Linked DNA regions of Hordeum vulgare: region 1 is linked to region 2. A link is a contact called in public Hi-C data. All regions are on one chromosome and are shown on one strand. The core of a region is the stretch at or near the end of the contact, and the rest is flanking DNA. Distances in the headings are between cores, read along the strand shown.

What was found. A called contact is a pair of places that touch in the nucleus more often than the background predicts.
Region 1: a Hi-C map of seedling shows a contact between it and region 2, with 2.6 times the contacts expected there. The contact joins two enhancer-like sites. A contact is called at or near these places in 3 of 6 Hi-C or Micro-C datasets (leaf and seedling).

Annotation. Positions count from the first base shown.
Region 1 is chr2H:139,773,391-139,780,604 of MorexV3_pseudomolecules_assembly, forward strand. LOC123425565 reads right to left here. Exons shown (of 16, transcript XM_045109255.1): 13 at 6,768-6,840; 14 at 5,709-5,882; 15 at 4,140-4,262; 16 at 3,387-3,798. The coding sequence ends at 3,637. Among protein-coding and RNA genes, the nearest start is that of LOC123425565, 11 kb to the right of the region's middle. Within about 2 kb of position 2,906, at least 3 of the 3 cell types and tissues checked have open chromatin away from gene starts, as enhancers often do. A contact at or near this core is called in seedling, where this site is marked.
Region 2 is chr2H:139,138,782-139,146,276 of MorexV3_pseudomolecules_assembly, forward strand. No RefSeq gene overlaps it. Among protein-coding and RNA genes, the nearest start is that of LOC123429799, 37 kb to the right of the region's middle. Within about 2 kb of position 1,345, at least 2 of the 3 cell types and tissues checked have open chromatin away from gene starts, as enhancers often do. A contact at or near this core is called in seedling, where this site is marked.

The DNA.
Region 1 (7,214 bases), core at 1,656-4,155, 640 kb after region 2:
GCATGTCGGATGCTTATCGACCTAATTGAAAGGCCATGGTTGTCGTAACTATGCTCTCTTCTTGAGTCATGTGGAACGAGCGTAACGCATAGGTCTTCTGACACAAGTCTGCACCACGACTAATCATGCTCGCCATCATCAAGGAAGAGGCCGCTCTTTGGACTATACGGGTGCCAAATATTCGAGTAAATTAATGTCGGTAGGGTGAGGCTACGTGTAACTGTGCAAGTAAACTGCCTTATAACTAATAGATAGGACAAATATATTGCATCCGTCTAAATATTTTTATGAAAGGAACCAGTACATGGATATTCCCTCCCATTTGGGGCTAAATTTCGTTTTTTGACCTTTTTGTTGAAGTAAATCCAGATTTGATCTACGTTTATAAAAATTTCGAGATCTCACATTTTTCCTACCGCCAAACCCCACGATAGTAGGGTATAACAACTTACCACCAAGGTCTCTCGCGGTAGGGTTACACGCCTACCGTAAAAAATTCTAAGTCTACACGCACGCACCCTACCGCGAGACACCTTGGCGGTAGGGGTGCATCTCTTACCGCCAACGCCTATGACGGTAGCCTCTTTTCATACCGTCAGGGACCTTGACGGTAGGTTGTTATACCCTACATTAATATGGATTCACGATAGAAAAAATATCAGATCTCGATTTTTTTATAAACGTGGATCAGATCTCGGTTTAATTTAAAAAGGGGTCAAAAACACGAAATTTTATCCTCATTTGGGTTCATGCATGTCTATTTGCATTGTTCGACGGTCTATTCTTTCTGGTTCCAGCTCTCGCAAGCTCACAGTCACACATTCCCCATTTGCTGGTGGTCCTCTCTCTCCGCCACAGATCTTTTCCGCTCCTCTCTCGCCGTGCGGCACCGCCGTTCCACGGGGACGAAAGGCCTCCACCTGCGCCCCTAGATTTGCTAAAAGCCAACCAACGGTGAACCGGGAGTAGAGTAAATCTTTGCATCAATCAACACCCCAGAACGAAAGGTGGAAACCGTTTCGCATGGCCGTGACTGTGACCGTACTGTTATCGCGATTTTGAAATGAAATACTATAAAACGGGAGAGAGAAGACGCCTTTGGCAAAAATATAATCAGCTCCCGGACGAAAAGGAAAGGCTGGCCGCTACGGCCAAGCAGTTGGAGACAAACGGGCCATACGCAACAATTCAATCATTCACGGGGAGCCTCCTGTCCTGTCCTGGGGAATCGAAAAGAAACCATACCATTGGGTGGAACCCACCATCGCGCCCCGGCCCGGGCCCTTGGGTGAAAAGTAAGCCGTTTCCGCGCAAGAGGAACCTCAAGCAGCTGATCTGATTGACCAACGCGCACTGCCGCTAGTACGTATCTACGTAACTTTCTATGGCGTGAGAAGTGAACTGCTGCACTTGCTCATGAACAGCACTTGACACTTGACACTTGACAGTTCCTTCATTGTGTTTCTTCCATGGTTCCACCTTAGCATCCTTGTGCGGTTACCTCTTTCCGGTTCAGTCTCATCAAGGATCCGATCGTTCTCGTTCATCACGATCTCGTGCGGCCCGGAGATACGCGGGCGAGCTGAGCGTGAGCGGCGTCGCAGCTAACACAAAACTGCACATGGATCGGCGTCGACGTCAGGCAGGCCGGACAAGGACAACCGTCTGTAACCGAAACTCTCAACAGAAACTGCGATCAACCACAACAGCGAGCGAGCCGCGGTGCAGGTCCTTGCCAAGACGAGAGAACGGCCGGGTCGTTGCCCCATGAGATCATCAGACAAAAGCATCGGATGGCCGTGCAGCCACCGGCAGTCGCGTAAGATCATCGGCGCCGGCCGCAAGACTGGACAGGCGGCGCCGTTTCCTCTCGGGTTGTTTCGTTCTTTCTGGAATGCTCCAAAATGAAGATATGACAGAGGACGGTGCTGCGTAAACTGCTACCCGTCCGTACTTAGGCCGCTGCTTCTGCTAATCTAACGGACGGTGTTCATTCAGCCTAGATACCTTGAACCAATAGCACCGGCTGTCTGGTGTGCTGATGCTGATGGTGATGCATCTGGTCAATGGCAACAGCACCACGGGTGTCGCCAGTGGAAGAATCTCGCGGCTACAGTCAGCCTAGTGCAATAACGCAGGAGGAGGTTACGATACGACTCAAAAGTAGAGAAGAGAAGACGTCACATAATCAAACCTGAGTAGACCCATAATACTCCCTCCGTCACAGTTTATAAGACATGTACGTATATCTAGGTCGTCAATTGAACTTATATAAAATATATTGTTTAACATAAAAATTATATTATTAAAAAATAGAACATTTAAAATTATATTATTAAAAAATAGAACATCTAAAGTTTAGTTTAACTTAAATTAACGACATAGGTACACGTGCATGCTTTATAAACTGTGACGAAGGAAGTACTAACAGCTGGAGTAGATCGGCCAAGTGGCGAGCACATAAGCAGTGAGAGAAGAAGCTTTTCAATTAAACTAAACTTTGTGCGGGCGGTGCGGATCAAGGCAAGAGCTAATTGACAAGGGAGATGCCGGGGATCCTTTGGAATGATGATGGATCTGAGATAATGACTGTCCACTTGTGCGGACCCGCCCAACCTCCCCTCCCCAACAAGGTTAATCTTGTGCGATAATAAAGGATGACACAAACAACGTATACTATTGGCCAGATCCTGGAAGGGCTCTGGCCGCCGGGGGCCAAGGTGATGGGGCTACCAGACTGGAGAGGGACAGGGCACCATTGTGGCATTGTGTCACTTGATGAAATCAGAACCGATGCCACGGATTTTTCTGGCAAATAATAAAATGCACATCGAGCTCCAGAGGGGTGCCTGCCGTGCCCGTGTGTGTGGCCCATGATGCTGTTGCGTGTAGGCAGCACGCACTATGTCCGTACAACTTGGAGGAAGGTAGGGCAACTCGCAGGAAAAGAAAAAAGAGGAGGGTAGGGTAGAGCAGGAAGAAGCCGGAGCGAGTTAAGGGCCCGGATAAGAGAACAGCTGGGCTGGGGCCCATCTGCCCGTGTCGTGGCCCTGGGCCACAACATTTTAAATGGTTTTCGATGTGTCGCTGGCTGCGCGTAGCCAAAAGCTGGCAGACGAGATATTCGCTGGGATAGATTTTCTTTACAAGGGGATTCGTTTGAGACATATGGGTCCGTACCAGTGGTGAAGGAGGCAGCCTGGCGTTGTCGGCCAGTCAATTCCTTATTTGACTAGGCCCTTCAAGTGTCCTGGGGCTCTTTTGGCGAAAAACTCTTTCCAGGTATGGTTTCTGTCTCCCACTCTTCAGGTACTGTTCAACTGAAAACTCTCGACAGCAAGCGATTCATCATGGCGGGCGCAGCACAAACAGAAAAACAGACACGATTCAGAAAGAGCGCCCGTATATGTACAAGGCTCGGATGCCCACGCTACCATATTGTACTGCTCCCTCAGAATCCATATCAATTGTCGTTGATTTAGTACAAGTATCTACAACTACTATTAGCATTGACGAGTTTGATCAAAAGTGCTGTATTTCATCAGTTGGCTAATACAGTGTATAACAAGCCATGTACAACAACAGATGTGCTGCAATGGAAGAAAAGAACGACAATGACAGGTACCCATGGCTGCCCTAAGAACTGCAGGTGCGGTATACCTCACCGCGCATCACGTCGACTGGCCCATGATCATGTGCATAGCGATCCGGGCCAAGATACGCGCCGGTCTTCTCCAGGAGGGCCAAGGCCTCCTCCCTGCCGTACTTTGAGGAGTAAAGGTTCAAGTATTCAATGTCCTGCGTTACAAAATCGAGAAACAAGTGTTAGCTAGGAGTAAGTTTCTGTTTAAAGTGGAAATCTCGAAGAATTCATTTGATTATTGTAACCAATCTAGCCAAAAGTTGTACCCTTGGAAAACAAAAGGTAAGGTGAACTCGTGAAATAGGACAAAAATGAACTACTCACTCCCTTCACAAATATAAGATGTTTTGGATATTTCAATATGAACTACATACGGACTGAAATGAGTGAACAAGCACACTAAAATGCATCTATATACATCAGAATCAAAAAAGGTTAAAACATCTTATAACAGTGAACGGAGGGAGTAGCATTTTCAAAAAAAAAAAAGCATCACCTGCATGCCACTGAGAATGCGTTCAAGCCTGAGGGATGCAACTGGTTCCTTCGACGAAGAAAACACCTCACCAGGGTAAAACAGAACCCCGTCGCCTGGAGGAAGGCCGCGTCGGAAACAGATCTGCAACCACACATGTTTGAGAATAAGAGCAAACATAATATACCAAGTAAACAAAAACACAGTCTATATCTGAAATGCAAAATAAACATTGAAGTCAGAATAATGATGTCAGATACCTGAATTAACAGGAAATGGTATATTAAAGCACTAAATCGTATAACAATACAAATGCTGAAAGTGCAGTTTAAGATTAAACATACTACCTCCTTTCCGGTTTTATTAGGCTTGCGTGTATCTCTAGGTTGACAAATAGATCAACGTAATACAAGTTATATCACAAACGGTATATCATTAGAAACTTCAAATCATATACTCCTTGTGGTGTAATCTTTAGACTATACAACTAATCTTATGTTGGTCAAATTATAGATTTAGGGATACGCACATGCCTAGTAAACCGAAAAGGAGGTAATAGAACATAAGACAATCTCAAACCTATAAATATCATCCATATATACGCTAAAATAAGAGTTACTAGATACATCTTCATTATACCTCTATAGTCTTACTTTAGTAAGAAAACTATCTTCTCACTTTCTACACATTTATACTTGTTACACAACAGCAAGCATCTTGTATGCATAGGAGTTCAACATCCAAACCCATGTGCAGGTAATATTTCTCAAAAATACCGTAGCTTTTTTATAATATGAGCACCAAATACAATAAATTTGAACTATTCCCAATCAAGTTCATAGATGGGAACATAAAACAACAATCATATTTCATGCAGGCCAACTACCTCCATGTCTAGCAACAAAATATGAATGTGAACTTGAAACTTCCATGAGCAAGCAAGTATCATAAATCATGTTTTCTTGCTTATAATGCAACACAAACATTATTTTAAAACTTATAACATACCAGCATATCTCCTTTTCAATTCTTCCAACACAAAATGAATCTACTAGAACTTTTTAAGAGATGTTTGATGTATTAGGGCATCTACAACGGTAAACGCTTGTGAAGATGCTAACAGTGAAAAGAATTAATATTACAAAATTAAAAAAGTGCCTAAGTGCCCTACCTTACAACGGCAGGCCCTAATTACATGGTTAAATTGAACTACCAGGGGGCTTCGCCTGAGAAGAAAAACAATGAAGTGCTCGGTGCACGGTCTCGCGCCGATGCTACACATATCGTTGTGATTCCAGTGGTAACTGCCCAAACAACCAGGAATCTGATCCTGGCGCCCGTGCTAAGCGCCGGGCGTTGTACAAGCCCTTAGGAACAACCTCCAAAAAATACTTGGAATTTTTTGTCAATTTGGTGCTTGAACAAGGGTTTGGTACTTGAACCAGGAGATATTTCAAACTTGCACCCCACATGTTACCGGAACAAAACTAACAGGCAACTTTCACACAAATTATTTATATAGAAAATGATCACGCCCTTCAGATTAATGTCACCTCATTGTATCAAGAGGTTTTCCAATGTATAGCGTACCTCTGCACTTGGAATCATAGCCTTCTCGTAGCAGTTGGTACCCCAGTAGAGAAATCCTGTGCCACCCTCCTTCCATGCTCTCCACATCACTGCCCGATGCTGGGTTCCGCGCATCCCAAGGTGCCAATTTGGTTGAGGATCAGAAGGGCCCATACAAACATATGTCCACCACTCCTAGATACGATTAAGATGGTTTCATCAAGATACGAGACAGAAACTCAAGAAACCAGAGAGCATCATATGTGCATACCTGACAGAAAATTTCATAAATAATAAAACCACTCTATATGAGAAAGCCATATAAAATGTCATTGTCCAGGACAGTTTTTCTAAGGAGGTTGACCAGGAAACTTGAGATGGTTCATAGTTAAAACAGTAGGCTTGGCCGATTGGTGATCGAACAACCTAAAATACAGATGCCAATAGTACTCAACCATATCATTAAACTTGTATAGAAAGGTCTGAACCTCTGACTGCATTGGCAACACACACGAAATTCTTCACTGCATCATTGAAAAGAGAGGAATTTGACAAAAGAACCCACATTATTTGAGGGGCTATTTCATTTTTTGGCCTCAGAGCACCACCAGTGCCGACACTGAAGTAGACTTACAGACATTGTATCTATAGCATCAGATAAATTAATGAACGAGAAACTAAGAATAGCAGAAGGATGGTACACAGGAATGCATGCAAATGCAGTTACTGGGCTAACATTGTCCATAGAAACACTGCTCGTAAAAGAAAATGTTAAGGAATGTACATGTCATATTTTCATAAACCCACACAAGCTGGCATACTGTCACCCAACAACTTTAATTATAGTTCTGATGAAATATACCAATTGATCAGAACAAAGTTAGTCGGAAAATAACGCTGTAACTTCATGAGACCCTTTAAGCATGGACCACACTTCCTAGAATTTGAAGTAGAAAATCAAAGCAGTAAAAACAATGTGTTTTTAAGATAATGTAAGGATCATCCTGCTGGCCGCAAAGAAACTGCATAAGGAAAATGGCATAAATCAAAACTAAGTAGAAAGACAGAATCTGTAATTACTTCACCAAGGTCAGGTCGTAGTTCGGCAATAATATCCTTCACTAAGTCCTCTCTTGTGCCAAGAACCCATTCACTGTATACAAAAAAAATCAGTGATGGAAATGGTTCTTTAGTCCTGCTAGATATGCATTTTGTTAACAAGTCCAAAATTGAACAGTGCATGACACTTTCATTAGTTCGCACCAAGCCACCAATACTTTTACTAGCCTAACTATCACATATTTCACACATCCTCAACATGTACAAGAGCTCTCAGTTTCATCAAATTGTCAATCCCATGTCAGCACAAAATTTATCTCAAACAGGGAATTGATACTTTCATATTGTTTGGTCTACTTTTGTTAACAGAACTACCACTAATTATCTAAACCCTGTGCACTCTACAAACAGCACAGGCTCGGGATTGGTATGAAAAGAAAATTCAAGATGTAGATAGCAGAGTAACAC
Region 2 (7,495 bases), core at 95-2,594:
AAAATCTAGAACATTTTTTGAATTCATGAGGGAAGTTTGAAAAATGATAAAATTATTAAATTTGGAACTTTTTTAAAAGCAAGATCATTCGAAATTTAAGAAAAAATTTAAAGCACAAGCATTTTTTGAATCTTGACAACAAATTTTGAAACTAAAAACAATTTCGCAAAGTTGTGAAGAATTTTTTAAAGCATGAATATTTTCTAAATCTTGAGAACAAAATTTTGAAAAAGTGAACAAATTTTTAAAGAACGAACATTTTTTCAATCTTGAGAACAAATTTGAAACAGAGAACAATTTTGAAAAATCCTAAACAAATTTGGAAGCGCGAACAATTTTTTAAAGCATGAATATTTTTTGAATATTGAGAACAAAATTTAGAAAAGGATAATTTTTTTAAAACCCCGAACTAATTTGAAAGAGCGAACAAATTTTTAAAGCACGACCATTTTCTTAAGAACAAATTTTGAAACCGAAAACAATTTTGAAAAATCCGGAACAAATTTGGAAGCACGAACAAGTTTTCAAAGCACGAACATTTTTTGAATCTTGAGAACAAAATTTTGAAAATGAGAAGAATTTTTAAAAAACCCCGAACAAATTTGAAAGAGGGAGCAGATTTTTAAAGCATGATTTGTTTTTGAATCTTGAGAACAAATTTTGAAACCAAGAACAATTTTGAAAAATCCTGAACAAATTTGGAAGCGCAAACAATTTTTGAAAGCACGAACATTTTATGAATCTTGAGAACAAAATTTTGAAATCGTGAACAATTTTGAAAAAACCAAACAAATTTAAAGCACGAACATTTGTTGAATCTTGAGAACAAATATTGAAACTGAGAACAATTTTGGAAATTGCTGATCCAATTTAGAAACGCGAACAATTTTTGAAAGCAGAAACAGTTCTTGAATCTTAAGAACAAAATTTTGAAATGGAGAACATTTTTTTTAAAGGGAAAATTTGGAAGCGTGAATAACTTTTTAAAGCACTAACATTTTAAATCTTAAAAATAAATTTAAATCTTAATAACACATTTTGAAACTGAGAACAAATTTTCAAAAATATAGAACTTTTTTTTAAATCAAGAACATTTTTAGGAAAGAAATAGAAAAGAAAAGAATAAATAAAAAATAAAATAATAAAACCTGTACAGGGATCCTTCTAAAAGTTTGCCGAAACCGAAAAAATCCGATTGAAATCTCTAGAAGGTTCCCGAAATCGGGGCGCTGCAACCCGTAAATGGTTCAGCCCATTTAAAGTCGCCAGCTTCTCCGTTCTGTACGAAGCTGGACATCGCTTCGCACAAGAGCGGCAGTTCTTCTCTCTCGCTCATAGGGGAAAAAAGGAGGCTACGGCCAGGTCTCGTCTCCATTCTCAAAATGCAACACGAACGGGGAGAGGTGGCAGCTTTTTTTCGAACCGGGGTTTTCTCCTTTCCGTTATAGATATAAGGGAAATACAATGTCTTTTTTGAACCAGAACCAAAAAAGCTAGGCAAAGGAAAAAAACGAGTTCAGGACAATACTAGAAAACCCACCGTGTGTACGTGTCATCAGAACACAAAATATGAGGAGAGGTGACAGCTGACAAGGCCATCTATTTTGGGTTGCTAAATGGATTCTGGAACGTGTGAGCTCCTTAGTCCGAAAGGAAAGAGAAAAACTGTTTCATGTTGCAGTCACGGAGATGAGATAGATCGTAATTGAAAGGGATAAGAACAACTTCAACCGGCTAAATCAAATGAACATATGCTATGTTTGTATTTTGTTCGTTTGAATCGGTCCAACAGACATCCGTGTTGGTTTTTATAACTTGGCCTGCGCTTGCATCCAACACGACTAGCGATCCATTTTTAGACGACGCAAAAAAAATATGTGAACATTTGAAATATATTAAAACCATCAATTAAACATTTAAGAAGATAGCCTACATTATATTAAACATAAAATTAAATAAACAAAAACAAGAAGACGCGCTGTCCTAGATGTCCTCCTCGTCGCCGTCATTCAGACTCGTGAGGTCGACTAGCACCGGCGTCGGGCCAGTCCAGCGGAAGGTCGTCTCCGAGTCAGCGACGATGTGCTCCGCCGGTCATTGCATCGTCGCTCGCTGGGCAGCACGTCGCTCCTCCTCCTTAGCTTCGGCCTACGCTCCATCAACTCGATCCGTCGGGCCTCTGCGTCCTCCTCTGACACCGCCACTGCCGTGAGTGCTCTAGGTAGGCCGCCTCCTGCTTTGGAGTCGCACTCAACCAGACGGGTGGTGCGCTGACCCACTCGCACGCCACCCCGTTCCAGGTGTACAGCTCAGGCCTGAGAACCAGCGACCCTAGCTCGACAGGGGCAGGCGGGGCCTGCGGCGGCACGATGCAGTCGCCGGCAGCGAAGAGCGCAATGGCCCCCGTCAGCTGCTTATGACATGCCTCCTTCTCCTTCTCCTTCACTCGCGCCTCTTCCTCGCTCGCAAGCAAGACAGCCGCCAGCGCGTTCTTGTACGCAGCCTCCGCCTCCTGGTCTTCTTCGCGCACGACGAGGGGCGACGGCGCTCCAGCCACCACGTCACGGACGCCACGTCGGCGCTGCTCCTCGCACTCCCATGCGAACCAGGCCTCCCAGTCAAGGGAGTTTATAGCGTAGACGGGGTTGTGTCGATGATCTGGCATCGGGTGGTCCCGTCGGCGCCTCACCTCCTCCGCAAGCGCCCGCACCGATCGCGGCACCGCTGGCACTGGGATCCTCTCCTGATCCAAATGCCAGTCGTGCGGCAGCGTAACGACGGGGTAGGGGAGGGAACGCGGTGTTCCCAGTACCACCTCGCCTGGTGCACTGGTACGCTGACTCTTTAGTGAGGCGGACGGGAACGCGCCGACAAGGACGACGGGGGACTTGCCCATTTCTTTCCCGGAGAAGAACCCCATGGTGGTTGCTAGGGTTTGCCGCCGGCGGGGGAGCAGTGGGTGGCTAGATGGGGATGGGGGCGATTTCTGGAAGAGGATGAGCCCCCTCCCCCCCATCCACGCTTGAATTAAAAAAGACGCATGTGGGTCGCTAACGCATGGATCCGTGGTGGACGGTCATCGTTAATAAAGACGACGTTGGTTTTGACTGGGCGTCACGTGTAAACGGGTGCGGACATGAGAAGGCGCGCATCGAGTCAGCTTTGCGTTCGCCCCGATGTATTTCACACACAATTTTAGACCAGAAATGAATTTGCGCGGACGCGAAATGAATTTGTTTTAGATCGGGACGTTGGGCCTTTAATTTTATTCATGCCGATCCAAACAATTTGAGTCGTTTCACTCGAGTTGATCTAACTGCTGTATAAGCTGTGCAGTCGGCCAGCGACAGTGCAGGTACATGCAGCGGAAACCATGTCTAGGGCGAGCAACATTGAACTATCCAGCTCAGATCCAAAGCCGAGCACTCCGTACTACAGACGATTGGATATTCTTGCATGTTGTTGTCAGATGGCGCGTTTTCAATTAATTTTTGCTGGCCCGCACTTAAGTTGTAGATAAGATGGCAAATTATTTAACATCAACTCCATTAAGTGCACTGTTTCATCACTAGCTTCTGCAGAGAACTTAATCCGTCCATCTACCAATAAGGGCCGCTCTAGGAGTAATCCGAACGCTTTGGCCCCTTTTATAAAGGGAACGTTCTACGTCAGCGCGTCGGTCTAGATGTTTGGTCGGTCGCGTGTCTCGCGTTCAATCACAGTAGATCTAGCGTCTTCACGTTCTTATTTTTTTTTGCCTTATCTTTTTCTTCCTCCCCCTCCTCCCTTCCTTCGGCGAGCGTTGCACCTTCGCCAGCGCTCCGGCGAGGACTCCATTAGTGCGACCCTATTTCGCTTGATGAAACTTCATCGACAGCCGATGTGTCTGACGACGGTGAGCGACGAGACCACGAGAGATGATGCAAACGGGGGCGAAGGAGTGCTACCACAGCGACGTCCCCGTGTTACAACCCCACGACGGCTGGGGTGCGCCACGACGATCACCGAGGTGACCGCGGGCTGCAACCACATCTTTTCCGTTGTCGGTAGCTGGTTGAAGCTTTGTTCATATAGGGTCGAAGTTTTTTGTGTCAACGTTTGCAGCTTTTTTTCTGGTTGCAGTGTTTGATCGGAATTTTTTTTCTTAACGGCTGAAGCTTTTATATACACAGTTTAAACTTTTTGCATCCACAGTTGAAGCTTTTCTTAAAACGTCTAATTTTTTTTTCATTTTTGGGCAGCGCTTGATTAAAGCTCTCTCTATCATTTGATTGAAACTTTTTTTATCTAATATTAAAACATTTTGTGTCAGCAGTTGTATCTTTCCCTAATTCGCAGTGTCGTTGAAGCTTTTTTCATCTAGGGTTGAAGCCTTTGCATCTCGGGGTTGAATCTTTTTTTCCAGCATTGGCAACAGAGTGGGGGTGAGGTGCGACGGACGAGGTGGAGACCGACGGGCATGAGCAGTGATGAGTGTGCCGACGAGCAGTTGCCGTCGCAACCGGAGCTACAACCGTAGCCTCACGGAGATGCAACCACATGGTGCATATGTTGCATGGGTGGAGCTCGTGGCGAGGGCCTTGCCCGGCGACGCAGACGGACGACGAGGGCGGCAACCGGCAACGGCCAACGGTGAAGCAAGATGAGAACGCAAGGCGAGGCGGTCGACACGTGCGGGGGTGACACTCTCCTCCCTCTCCCTTTCCTCCCGCGCGCGAGGTTGACAATAAGGTGATGAGAGGATAGTGAGAGATTTGACGGCCAAGGGTGGCAAGATCCGACGCACATGGTGCAACTGGCCCAAATTTGGGCTGGCGCGCCAGCGCAGATCACTGTCCTTTTATAAATAAAGCATCAAGTCTACAATCAAGGGTGTCACAATAAATTTCACAGTCCGCACGTCCGAAACCCTCCCAGAAGGAAATCATAAAAAAGGGTGGTCATGTCAATGAGAGGGGGGCTGGATAGGCAGGCGACCTGTCATAGCTTGAAGAGCATCCAACATCAGGCCAAGGCGTGTCTGATCCCTTGTCCTAGAGAATGGGTGCCAGTGCTGCACGAACGCAAGAAATTTGAAGAAAGCGTCACAAGTGCGACATAAGAAGATCCTCTGAATCACCATCTTATTCTTCGTGGTCCAAAGAGTCATGTTAGAGCAACAAAGATCAGCCACAAGAGGCATTTATGACCGCGCGTCTGTATTGCTTTGGCCTGTAGGAAGTCAGCCAAATCATATGCTAAACACTAAGGCCGAAGGGCCTCATGAATAAACAATGAGAGCGACCTAGCTGCTCTGCAGGAGAACATTATGTGGGTCCCGTTGTCCGGGACATTACACAAGGGGTATCGCCCATTTACCCAAGCCATGCATCTTGGGCACCTTACCTGACAAGAGGTGATCCCTCCATAGTTGCCAAACAAAAATCTTGATTTTCAACGACACTAGCGCCTTCCAGAGGGGCGTCATCCACTTGATGCGAGGCCTCCGACATAGCGCACGATACACCGAGTCCATGGAGAACTCCCCCAAAGGAGAGAGCAGCCACCTTGCCTTATCCGGGCCATTAGGATGGCTAATAGATTAGACCATTCAAGAACCACCGCTCGACACAGAGAGCACCAAAACTGGATGTTCCATTGGCCATCCTTGACGGCATGTGAAACCCGAAGAGAAGGGTTCACACACACAGCAAATAACAAAGGGAACCCCCTACAAAGTGGGGTATCCGCAACCCATTGATACAACCAGAACAAGGTCCCTCGCCATTACCCAGCGAGAACACCAATCCCAAGCGGATCTCGTGCTTAATCTTTTGGATGGATCGCCAAAACTGAGATCCCTCCAAGTTTTCACACGCTAAAAGCGGCAAGTCCTCAAGGTACTTGGCCTGAAGAAGCTGAAGCCAAAGACCTCGATCATTACAGATAATCCGCTAGACCCATGTGAGCATTAGGGCGACGTTCATTCGCCGGGAGGCCAAAATACCTAGCCCACCACAGTTCTTGGGAAGGCAGATGTTGGCCACTTTACCATGTGGTATATTTGGCGTTTGTTCATTGCTTGTGTGAAGAAGTAGGAGAGGGCTTTATCAAATGCTCCATGTACGCCCTTAGGGAGGATGTGCATCCCAATGATATACATGGAGAGGCTGGAGAGGTTGGAATCAATTAGGACGACCTTACTCCCTTTGGAAGTGAACCCACAATACCAAGGTTCATCCCGCACTCCAACCTTCTCTACTAGGGGGTCAAACGCTCTGATGAGGACCTTGGAGTCAGAGAGAGGCATGCCCAAGTACTCAATGGAAAATGTGGCCCACCTATAGTTTAGGTTATCTGCAATCGGAGTACCCCAGGATGATTACCTCGCTCTTATCAAAGTTAATCTTAAGGTATGACATCTATTCAAAGAAAAGAAGAAGAAACTTCAGGTTCACAATATCTAAATCAGACCCCTCCACCATAATCATGGTATCATCGGCATACTAGAGATGTGTGACCCCACCTCTAGCAATGAGGTGGGGAACCATTCCATGTACGTGTCCCGCTTCCCTTTCCTTCACTACAAGAAATATGTCAACTTGTGACCTTTTGGCGATGACCCTCGCTGAAATGGTCGTAAATCTACGACCATTTGAGACCAATTGGTCATAAGATGTTCGGGAGGCTCCAACCCCCAACCATAACGACCAATTTGGTCAAAAAAGGTCATAATTTCCTTACGAGAAATGGTCGTAAAGCAGATAGCCCTGGTCCGCTGCCTAATTTCTGGCTAATTACGACCAATATAGATGGTCATAGCCATGACTATGTGCCACATCATCAGTTTTGCCTACGTGTCATGTCCATGTGTCAATTTTTGCCATAGTTTGTGAAGCAACCTACTATTATGTCATTCCCAAAATTCTCCAAAAATTCTTATAAATTCTTTGGATCATATATTCCTCAAAGATGTCAAAACCCTTCTTTCCATAGTTTGAAAGTGCTTTCTATTTTCCTAATCTGTTCAACAATTTTTATTTTCCTAATCTGTTCAGAATAGCACTTTGTGAAGGAAGTGCTTTCTATTTTTTTTGATTGCCCTCAAAATTTTTGGGCACTCTTGCCTATTTAAACCATTTCCTCATGAAAAATTTCATCTTCATTTTCCTAGTAAATATTTCTCAGCAAATTCCCAAAGTTTGTGATCAGCTAATAGCTTTTTGAAGGAAGTACTAGCTAGGATATCCTAATGAGTTGAATTTTTGCCACATCTTCTATATGCCCAAACCATAGCTCTCCACAAACGTTTAGCCCCATCTAACAATCCATGTGAGCTCATCATCCAATCTTTGTTTCTGGTAATATTTTCAGTTTGTGAAGCAACTACATTTTTTTATAGTTGATGAAAAATTACCACGACATGAAACTGACCATAGAACCTCCCTCCACCAAATTTATCTCTTTTAATTTAGCCAGTTTCCCTCAATAGTTTTCCGAATGTTCTGTTCAGTGG